Regions from separate parts of the Mus musculus genome. Here region 1 is linked to region 2. A link is a contact called in public Hi-C data. All regions are on one chromosome and are shown on one strand. The core of a region is the stretch at or near the end of the contact, and the rest is flanking DNA. Distances in the headings are between cores, read along the strand shown. Region 1 overlaps Itga11 (integrin alpha 11). Region 2 has its middle 14 kb from the start of Gm39352.

Region 1 (5,579 bases), core at 2,372-4,871, 200 kb before region 2:
TGGTCAGCACACTTGGTATTTCTCATTCATTGATGGGCACTAGACCACCACCTCTCTTGGGATGCTACTGTCCCATGTGTCCACACCTCTGCCTGCTTCATGCAGTCTTCAGTCCACTCTGTTGCTCTGCCCTTTCTAGCCATGGGTGGTGCTCCCCTCATCTTCTCAAATAGCTCTCACTTCCCTGGTTTCATTCCTTCTAGGGAGGAACAGCTGGGAAGGCAGGTGGGTAGGAGAGTCATGAGGACTTTGATCTGGGGCCCGAGGCCAAGGTGAGCCATGCTGCTTCCTGGCTACCCACGGAGGGCTCAGGAGTAGCCTGATGCCCATGAGGCTCTCACTTCTACAGATGTCTCTCTACTCTGTACCCTTCTTGTAGGGCTTAGGGCCTGCTCATGGGCTCCTGGGCTCACCAGGACATGGAAGTTGATCCTTTGACAGTGTTCCTGGCCAGAGGAGAGCAGGACGGCTCTGTTGGTGAACTGGTCTCCGCCCTCGTCCAGATGTGCCCGCGGCATATACCGCCTCTCATCCATGGTTGCATTGTACCTGATGCCTGGAAGTGGGGAGAAGGCAAGACCAAGCTGGGCTTCCTCCACATCCTAGACTGTCGACCTGCTTAGCCTCTGGGCTAGCCCCATCCCTCACAGGCAGCTGGGAACCAGAAGCTTCCACGATGGGAGCAAGAACTGTGGTAAGGAAGAAGGGGCTGAAGAGGAGGAGATGTGTGAGAGGCAGGGAGGGAGGACAGAAGAGGGACACAAGCCTTGGGAGAAGGACAGGGACTGGGGTGAGGCCAGTGTTGCTCAGCTCTGCCCACAAATGACCTCCTCAGCTCTCCTCCGACACCCTGCCTCACGCTGTTGCTCTGGGCCTTCTCCTGGGGGCTTCACTCATACTGAGGATGCTTCTCAGGTTCTTGTCTGTGTTCTGTGGCTTAAGGCCCTCAGCCTTCCTCCTTTTAGCTTACAGAAGTTTGACAGAATGGCCAAGTGCCTTCTGTTCCCCATGCAGCCCTCTGGTGGCTGTGTCTTTGAATTCGTGTCCTGTTACAGATGGAACATGCAGGAAAAGTACACAGCCACTAGACTGGGACATGTCCTCTTATGCCCTCTGCCCACCACTTCTCTTTGGTCTTGTGCCTCATCACTGAAGGGGACATGACCTGTGGTCACCAATGCATCCATCACTTCCAGGGATGCCTGGTCCAGGAAGTGGGTGCCTGAATCCAGTCTGAGGTAAAAGGAGAGGACCCTTCCCTGATGGCAGCTGTGACACACTGTGTTCCCAGCTCACCCCATGGCTGGCTCGAGGTTGGTTCCCTGAGTCTGGCTGACTCCTGGCCTCCTCTCTGTACTCTACTGCCTGCCTTTTGCATCCCATTCAAAACCAAGGGATGTTCTTTTGTCCCTGCCCTTTCCCATCAGCCCTGCCCACTACCACTCTTGACCCTGCCAGGAATCCCTTGAAAGGAGAGCATCAGAGGAGACTCCAGCAGGCATCAAAGGTGTCTCAGGATGTGACCTGGTACTCAGACCCCATTTTGGAAAAGCCCCAGACTGAGAACTAGAACAATCTCGAGGCCCACAGAGAGACTGGAGCTTGGCTGACCGCCTAGGGAGGCTTGTTTACCGACGGTTGCTGTTTGGAAGTGGGGTGCCAGGAAGATGGGTATGAAGCAGAGGAAGGCGGCCAGGCAGGTGGCATCCCTGCCATTGCGCTTGCAGTCCTTGTGGAAGATGTTGATCTTGGAAGGCTCAAAGTGGAGGCTGGCGTTGATTTGAACTACAGGGCGGGCCCTGGAACAGAAAGGCAGGTGAACTAGGGCAGGGCTGGAGTTCTGACTGGGGCTGGAACCCTGGGGCTGAGGTACAGATCCAGACAGGAGTGGAGTCTATAAAACCTGCCTAGAGGGTGCAGTGTGATGGCCGGGACAGAGAGAGTTCAGGAAGCTACAAGAGAGGGAGGGAGGGAGGGAGGGAGGGAGGGAGGGAGGGAGGGAGGGAGAGAGAGAGAGAGAGAGAGAGAGAGAGAGAGAGAGAGAGAGAGAGAGAGAGAAAAGGGTCAGGGATCTGCACAGCCTGATCTCCTGGTGAGGACTCCTGCCTTCCCTTCATCCTTCCTGGCAGGCCCGATTTATACTTGAATCCACTAGAGGGAGGGGCTGGGGAGATAGCTCAGGGGTGCATTTTCAGAGAGACCTGGATTTGTTTTCCAGAGCCAACATATGTGGCAGCTCACAACCACCTGTAACTACAGTTCTAGGAGGATCTGGCACCCTCTTCTGGCCGTCATGGGCATCAGGATGCACGTGGTACACAGACAGATGTGCAGACAAAACATTCATAAAGTAAGAATTAGAAAGAAGAAAGAAAGTATTGGGAGCTGGACTGACCCAGGCTTTCTCAGAGCCCCCCTGAGAGGATAGAAGGCTAGCTCTGTGCCTGTGCTCAGGAGCAGACTTGGCAAGGCCAGCCTGGGGCTGAGGCCAGAGCTTTGAAGGAGTTAAGGTTTCAGTTCCTGGGAACTTGGCTGTTCCCCGTGAAGAGACTGGAGTCAACAGTCCCTAGGCTGCTGTGTGCTGCGATGCTCTGGAGATACCCAGCGTTCCCTTTGTGCAGCTTTGCTTGGTCAGCTTCCCGCTGAATGCATCCCATTTATGATGGTTCCTTATGACTTTGTTCCATATCTCTCCCTGAAAATAGTATATAAAACACTATATTTCCAAATAAGCTTGCTTGGTGTGATGGTTTGTATGTACTTGGGCTAGGGAACGGCACTCGTAGGAAATGTGGCCTCTTTGGAGTAGATGTGTCACTGTGGGTGTGGGCTTTAATACTCTCGTGTCCTAGCTGCCTGGAAGTCAGTCTTCTCCTAACTGCCTTTGGAACAAACAGTGGAACTCTCTGCTCCTCCACTCTTCCAGCACCACGCCTGCCTGGACACTGCTGTGCTCCCACCTTGATGATAATGGACTGAGCCTCTGAACCTGTAAACCAGCCCCAATTAAATGTTGTCCTTATAAGAGTTGCCTTGGTCGTGCTGTCTGTTCACAGCAGTAAAACCCTAACTAAGACACTTGACAAAGATATCATTTGTGCAAGACCTCCCAACCCCAAACTTCCCTGTCTCCTTATTTTCTGATCCCCTGCCTTATCTTGTTCTCTCTCTCTCAGAACCTATCACTGAAGAGCAACCTTCTGGTCCAGATCTGGAAGGAACAGTTGAGCGAAGCAAAGAGAAAAGCAAGAGAGCGAAACAAACCCCACGCTGGGTACAGAGTCTCGGTTGGTAGAGTGCTTGCCTGGTGTGCAGGAAGCTCTTGATATCCAGCACCAAATAAACAAGGTGAGGTGGGGAGACAAAGGCAGGAGGACCAGAAGTTCCAGCCATCCTTGGCTTCAGAGTGAGTTTACAAAGGAACAGAAAAGGCCTCCATGCCCAGGCTGCACCCCAGGTCACACTAGACTGAGCGAGACACGAACATGCTCTAAAGCTGTGTCTCAAGTTTTAATCTGCGTGCACCACTACCACCTGCAGACATCTTTTACAGCTCAGAGTCAGATGCAGTCAGTTGGCACAGGCTCTGCAAGGCTAATGAGCTCTGGAGTGAAGTTGAGTGGGAGATACACAGAGCACAATTGAGTGGGAAAGACTGGAAGTGCAGCCAGGAGGACCTGAAAGTAGCACTGAGTGACGGAAAGTTGGCTGCTTTTTCTTTCTTCTTCACTTTTTAAGTTAATGCAGAAAACCTAAATGATGACTTTAATCTCAGCAACATATATTTAAAAAGCTCCAATCAGCCAGTCTTTAATCTCAGCAGAGGCAGGTAGATCTCTGTGAGCTCGATCGAGACCAGCCGTGTCTACATAGTGAGTTCCAGGCTAACCAGGACTACATCTAAAAGTAGCAGCACACAAGAAGATGCATAGGCTTTTCTCAAACACTGATATGGAACCACACATGAGAAGGAAATGAGACCCAGGGGTTGGGAGAAAGAAACCCCCTAATCCACATCCATTCTCCCGCACAGGAGGGGAGGAGAATGCTTCTAGGAGGGGCTCAATAAGTTCTCTAAGTAGCCTGGGAGGCAGGAGTGGGACAGAAGCTGCAGGGAGCAGGGCTCAGGAAAAATTCTGAGGGTTGGAAACAGAAAGTGATCTCCAGTCTTAGAACTCCACCGAGGATAGAGAGTAGGACTCCAGGACCACACGGGCTGGGAGGGGCTCAGGGTTCATTTGGGTGACAGTAGTCAGAATCAAGAGGCAGAGACCCTGCAGCAGACCTTTGGAACCCTCTATTCAGTTAACCCTCAGGAGAGCCCTCCAGTTAGAAAAAGTAGGGAACCAACCACAAAACCACAGCGTTGCCCAGGGCGCCCACTGCTAGGTCCACAAGCCCATCCTCATTGAGGTCCAGTTGTCCGTGGATGCTGCAGCCAAAATGCTGCAGGCCAGGAGCCAGCTCCGAGGCTGTTATTCTCTGCAGGGACAAGAGAGAAAGGGTGTGTGTACTGTGAGCCAGGTTAGCTCCAGCGGGGACAGACATAATCCTGAGCTCTGAGACTCTGATGAGGCACCTGGGAAATCCTTACCTTTAAAGTCACTGTTTTGGATGAAAATGTGTCTCAAAATATAACCCAACAAGGCTTGATGGCTCACACTTACAATCCCAGTACTTTAGAGGTAGAAATTTCTGATCATGAATTCAAGACTGGCATGGCCTTGCCTCAAAAAACAAAACAAAAACAAAAACAAAACAAAACAAAACAAAACAAACAAAACAAACAAAAAACAACCAAGGGCTTGAAGGTGAAACTGAGTGGCGTGGTGTTTACCTGGAAGGTGCAAGACCCTAACACTGATCCTCAGCACCGTAAAAAATAAAATAAAGTACTTGTTCCATGTCAATGTATACTACCTGGCAGATAACAAATCCCCTGTCATCTCTGACCTGGGTGTATTTATTTGATTACCTTACTAATAAAATGTGTAGGCAAATTCTCGAGACTAGATACAACCATTTAGATCATTAGCTCACAACTGTAGGTACCTACACTGGGCTCTAACAACAACCAGCCAGGGAATGTGTGTGTGTGGGGGGTGTCTCAGGGGCCTACCCTTTATCACTGCACTATTATCTACTGATAGATTCTTGGAAAGAGGGACTCATTGTCTTTTAGTTGCATATCCACTGTTGAACCACCAGGCTCCAACATGTAGTTCCCATGGTCACACAGTTGGCCCTGGGTAATATTAGTCGGGGTTCCCAAAACAAAACAGACATGTATGTGTGAGAGATGTGTGTGTGTGTGTGTGTGTGTGTGTGTGTACAGAGGTGGTAGGTGGATCTCTGTTTGAGGACAGCAAGGGCCATGTAAGTCAACCTTTCTTCAAACAAACAAACAAACAACAAAAAACTCCATTCCTGCGCGCACACATACACACACACACACACACACACACACACACACACACATACACACACACACACACACACACACACACACAGAAAAAAGAAAACAGAGAACAGAAAAAGAGAGAAAGTGGAGTTGGAGGGATGGCTTAGTGGTTAGAACA
Region 2 (5,258 bases), core at 1,667-4,166:
CTACTGCCTGTCTTACAGAGAGCACACTGAGGTAGGTACCTCAATGGGTTACGGAGTACAAACTGGGGTCCGTACCTTGATGGGTGACACACACTGTCCTTAGAAGTCAAGAAGGTCCAGTCTCCTTCCACTGACACTGTGTTCCTGGGGTTGTTAGAGCCAGAGCCTGGGTCCTGGTAACAATTGAGGCTCGGCCGTCTGTCCCCAACAGTCCAGTTCAAGAGACAAGTAATGAAAAAAGGCAGAAAAGGAGCTGTGGTCAACGTGGCCACATTGGGAACAGGATCAGAGAGCAACAGTGGCCCTGCCCCTTCTCAAGATCATCTCCAGGGTCTGGCACCTGACGTAGGTTCAGTTTTAAATAGAAGGCAAGAGGTATGCAGAGTTAATTTGTCACAGTGAGGTCATGCTGCCCGTCGTCATCGTCGTTATCTGGGGTCCAGTCCCTCTGCAAGGTAGTCTGACGGCTGGAATCTCTTGTCTGGAGACAAGTTGCCCTCTGGCCAGCTGCAGGCTTTAGCCCTTTCCTTCTCCCATCATGAGCTTCTTGGGGAAATGCTTGGGGGAGCGTCATCTCAGTAGTCTAATAACCAAAAGCATAGCACCTCACCTAAAAGACCTGGAGCGGCTTGCTGGATTGTGAGCCAGGATGACTCCTTGCCTCTGGGCCTTCTTGCTTCCCTCCCTAACTTCTTAGCTGGGGTGTTTCTTGTCACTGTTTTTCTGGTGTGGAAAGGGCAGGTGGCACTGTTGGTTAAATATCCGCTTCACCGGAGGACCAAGCTTACATTTGCTCGTCATGCTTTGACTCCCACCCAGGCAAATTACTTGGGTGGTGTCTTACGGTTTTACTGTTGTGAACACCATGACCAAAGCAACTCTTTCCCCCCCCCCCCCCCCAAGACAGGGTTTCTCTGTGTAGCCCTGGCTGTCCTGGAACTCACTCTGTAGACCAGGCTGGCCTCAAACTCAGAAATCCTCCTGTCTCTGCCTCCAAAGTGCTGAGATTAAAGGCGTGCGCCACCACCGCCTGGCCCAAAGCAACTATTATGAGGACAGCATTTAATTAGGGCTGGCTTACAGGTTCAGAGGTTCAGTTCATTATCATCAAGGTGAGAGCATGGCAGTATCCAGGCAGGCATGGTACAGGAAAAGCTGAGAGTTCTAAGTCTTCATCTGAAGGCTGCTAGCAGAAAACTGACTTCCAGGCAGCTAGGATGAGGGTCTTAAAGCCCACACTCACAGTGACACATATACGCCAAGGCCACACCTCCAAATAGTGCCACCCCCTGGGCCAAACATATTCAAATCACTACAGGTGGTAAATTCAATTCTTTGTGTGGAATTGTGACTTAAATGTCTGACTGACTGTGGTGTGGTCATTCTCCAATGCTAACATTTCTGAGGAAAGGCAAGTCTCCATTTGGCCTCCACCTTGTCCTCCATTTAACATTCCCAGCTGAATCCATGCAACCCTCGTGCAGGTTACCAGATCTCGAGCCATCAGGGGCTTTAGGTAGCTCATCCCACATGATGGACACACAGTAACTAAGGGTCTGATTCTTTCCCTCTTCCCACGCTGCCTGGGAATCAGACAGCCCGACTCGGGAAGGACTCTAGTCATCAAATACGTAAGACCTCTACCCGCCCCATCCTGGAAACCTGTAAGAGAGGACCTCTCACACTCAACCTCATGGGCCTGAACTCTCTTCAGAACTACGACCGACTATGTCATTAAAAACTGCCCTAGTAAAACTGCCCTCTTACTAAAAAGAGAGTCTGCCTCAGTTTCCCCCTCAAATCAGAGTCCCTAATACTCTGAAGTTCAGCGCCATCAGCTATAAAACCAGAATACCATAGCACTTATCTTATATGGCTTTTTTTTTATTGAAATAATTCCAGGTGCAAAAGGAGTTACATTGTAACACCCATCTTATGTCAGGAGTGTGGAGTTACTCTATCTTCTGAGGAGTATCTGTCATTCCTAGAAAGGCCAGCAGGTGGTACTGTCTCAGAACAAATCTTTCCACCAGTTTCTCTGTGCAGGTTTTCCATTGGGTTGTTTGTGGTGGGTAGATTGGGGAGGAGGGGAGGGCAAAGCTGACAGGAAGCAGTTATAGAGAGTATAGCACTCTCCTTTTCCAGAGGGGGCGTCACTAAGACCAAGAAGTGCTCAATACTTTCCACTGGCTGTGACAGAATAGACTGGAGTCCTCTCAGAAGAATCAGGCTGGAGTCCAGGGGACATTCTTGCCTTCTCCTTGCTTCATGGACTAGGATGCCACAAGACTGGCCAAGTAGGGATGCGGCAAGGACCAGTCATAGAAAAAGGCTGTCTGTGCTCTCCAGGCTGACTAGCGTCCAGAGAGATCTTGGTTATCAGGTTGACCAAGCTCTCTTCTCACAAACCGGATACTGGGAACTCAACAAAGTCATTTAACCAATGTGTTCCAGAAGCCAGAGTCTGGTCCAGGCCATGGGCCCAGGTCTCCTGCTTCCTAGATTGATCCCCTTCCAGTTTTTCTTGGTTCAAATGGGAAAGGAAAAAGTATACAGGAAAAAGATTGGCCCAAATGTCTTCCATCTCTGCACCTAGGCCACTCCTACTCCCTTTCACTCTGATGCTTAACCCATGACCCCTACCATCACAGTCTCATGAAATTGCCCTTTCGTCTCCTGCACTTGGAGTTTGGACAGAGGGCATCCATTTTTGTTAAACAGGAACACAATCTAGAGAGGGTACAAGCCTCCCAGGGGAAAGAAATAGCCATAAGAGGGATTGGGGGAAGCAGGGCATTGTTGCTGGGCAACCAACTTCTTCTGTTGCCTCGGTAACAGCCCCATCAGAGGGAGGCTGTATGCAGAGTGTGCCTATGAGCTCCAGTCCTGGTGGCACCAGCTGGCTGGGTGTCCCCTCCCCCCACCCTGTTTCACACGGCCTCCTGCACATATGGGAGGGCCCCAAGCAAGGTTACAGCCCTTTCCCTCTGCACCTCCTGCCTTCTGCACCATCCTTCAGCACAGAAGCATATGCTGTGCACATCCAGGTAGTCCGCTTGCCTCCAGACTCCTGTTCATACTCTCATTCACTCAACAAACATGCACCCTATGGTGCCTACACTGCAAGGACTCAGCCAGGTCCCAGGACACAGGGAAGTCAGGTAGGGTCACACAGTTTCAAGCAGTAACTAGCAGGGTAGTCAGACAAGTAACTGTGAATGCATTTGACCAGAGAACCATGGAGTCACAAAAGAGTGGGCCTCCACATCTGAGGGAGGAAAGGGGGAAGGGGTGGGCCGTGTAACACACTCCCAAGATGCCATGATCTCCTCTCCAGAACTTTGAGCAGTACTCACTGAGGCAAAGGGAACGTGCAGCTGTGACTACATTAGGGACTGTGTGGTGGGGAGTTACCCAGATCATCTTGGTGGCCCTGGATGTAACTATGGGTCTTCCAAGAAAGAGAGAGAACTAGAGAGAGGGAGATGGGGTGGTAGAAACACATGGCAGGAGCGCTGTGAGGAAGGGCCACAAAGTGCAGCATCTCCACAGCCCTCTGCTTTGGACTTCTGACCTTCAGTGCTGAGAAAGTATACAGTGGTCTCACTTCAAAGCATCAGATTTGTGGTCATTTGTAAGAGTGGCCACAGGGGTGGGGGGAAGAGTTGCCACAGAAAACTAATAGGGGTTGGAGAATTTCTTGGAGGAGGTGATGTCTGGTAGAACTCTAAAGAATTAGGGGTGAGTCCCTCAAGGGACAGAGAAGCCTACTTAGACAAAGACCAGGATGAGATTGGCTCTGGTCCACTGTGCTTTCTCAAGGCCGTGAGAGATAGACAGGGAGAGGAGGTAGAGGCTGGCAGTTGTGAGAGAGGAAGGTAGTGGCCGGATCACACCGGGTGTCCCAGGGAGCAAGAGGGAGCCACTGAAGGTCACAGGGAGAGGTGGCTGAGTCACACTGCAATGCTGAGGTCCCTGGCTTCAGCAGAAAGGACTGTGGAAGCAGTATAGTCCCCATGAGAGTTGAGAACAGCAGCGATGGGATGAAGGGGCAGCAGGAAAGGCTAGACTCTGGGATGAACTGGGGCGAACTATGGACTGACTCCATCCATCCCACTGTTTGGAAGACAAGGAAAGAACAGGTAATTTGGGGCTTTGGTTTTGCCAGTAGGTGGCGCCATTGGCCATACGGTGGTAGGGAGCCAGAAGTCTGGGGCAGATGTAGAAAGGAACCCAGTGTCTCTGAGCAAAACCCCAGGAGGTGGGAAATACTTACTGGGAATTAGATAGAGGATGCTGCCCAGAGAGCCTGTGGCTGTTAGGGTGCCTCTGCGGAGGCACCACCCCAGTTACCTCCTATTGCAGTTCCAACCAGAAGGTTCCAGAAGCTGACAGAGACTGAATATCTGAAGAGCAGCCCTGTCTGGGACCTAGAAAGCAGCTCTGTGTTCTCAACATCTCAACTCCAATTTCTTTATAAAACCTAGGCAGACTCCACCCTGGCCTGAGGAAGGGGACACCGTGGATCCGTTGGTGGCCCACCCTCCCACCCTTCTTCCAGTCGTCCAATATCCAGGAGAGCTGGAGGTGCCAGTGAGGCCTGAAAATGACCAGAACCCAGCTGGAAACCAAGAGTCTCAGGTGTATGGCAGGTCAAAGAAGGATGGGTACCGGCAACATCCTCACGTCCAACTCTGGGGGTACGTCTGTGAAAACACTGGGGTGTGAACTGGTAAACTGGACAGTAACTTAAAATTTTCCACCCTAAGAAAGTACTCTCTCCCACCAGGTATAGGGGCACACACCTTTAATCCCAGCAGAGGAGGAGGCAAGTGGATCCTTGTGAATTGGTGGTCAGCCTGGTCTAAGCAGTGAGTTCTAGGCTAACCGGGGCTATAGAGTGAGACGCTGTGTGATAGTTTGAGTAGGTATGGCTCCCACAGACATTTTGAATGCTTGGTCATAGGAAGTGGCACTATTAGAAGGTGTGACCTCGTTGGAGGAGTTGTGTCACTGGGAGGGAGGCTTTGGGGTTATATGAGCTCAAGCTAGTTGAAGTCACATGGTTTCCTTCTGCTGCCTTCGGATCGAGATGTAGAACTCTCAGCTCCTTCTCCATCACCATGCCTGCCTGCACACTGCCATGTTTCCCACCATGACCATAATGGACTGAACCTGTAAGCCAGCCCCAATTAGATGTGGTTCTTTATAAGAGCTGCCTTGGTCATGGTGTCTCTTTATAGCAATAAAACCCTAAG

Evidence for each region. A called contact is a pair of places that touch in the nucleus more often than the background predicts.
Region 1: a Hi-C map of cortical neurons shows a contact between it and region 2, with 4 times the contacts expected there. The contact joins two enhancer-like sites. A contact is called at or near these places in 1 of 39 promoter capture datasets (hippocampal neurons), 1 of 15 datasets of contacts at CTCF or cohesin (the NIH/3T3 cell line), 8 of 484 Hi-C or Micro-C datasets (the C3H10T1/2 cell line, cerebral cortex, cortical neurons and 3 more) and 1 of 9 other capture datasets (embryonic stem cells).

Annotation. Positions count from the first base shown.
Region 1 is chr9:62,756,508-62,762,086 of GRCm38.p6, reverse strand. It overlaps Itga11 (integrin alpha 11), which reads right to left. Exons shown (of 30, transcript NM_176922.5): 15 at 4,352-4,482; 16 at 1,633-1,799; 17 at 414-556. Among named protein-coding and RNA genes, the nearest start is that of Fem1b, 52 kb to the left of the region's middle. Within about 2 kb of position 3,621, at least 13 of the 459 cell types and tissues checked have an H3K27ac peak or open chromatin away from gene starts, as enhancers often do. A contact at or near this core is called in cortical neurons, where this site is marked.
Region 2 is chr9:62,552,424-62,557,681 of GRCm38.p6, reverse strand. No RefSeq gene overlaps it. Among named protein-coding and RNA genes, the nearest start is that of Gm39352, 14 kb to the right of the region's middle. Within about 2 kb of position 2,916, at least 30 of the 459 cell types and tissues checked have an H3K27ac peak or open chromatin away from gene starts, as enhancers often do. A contact at or near this core is called in cortical neurons, where this site is marked.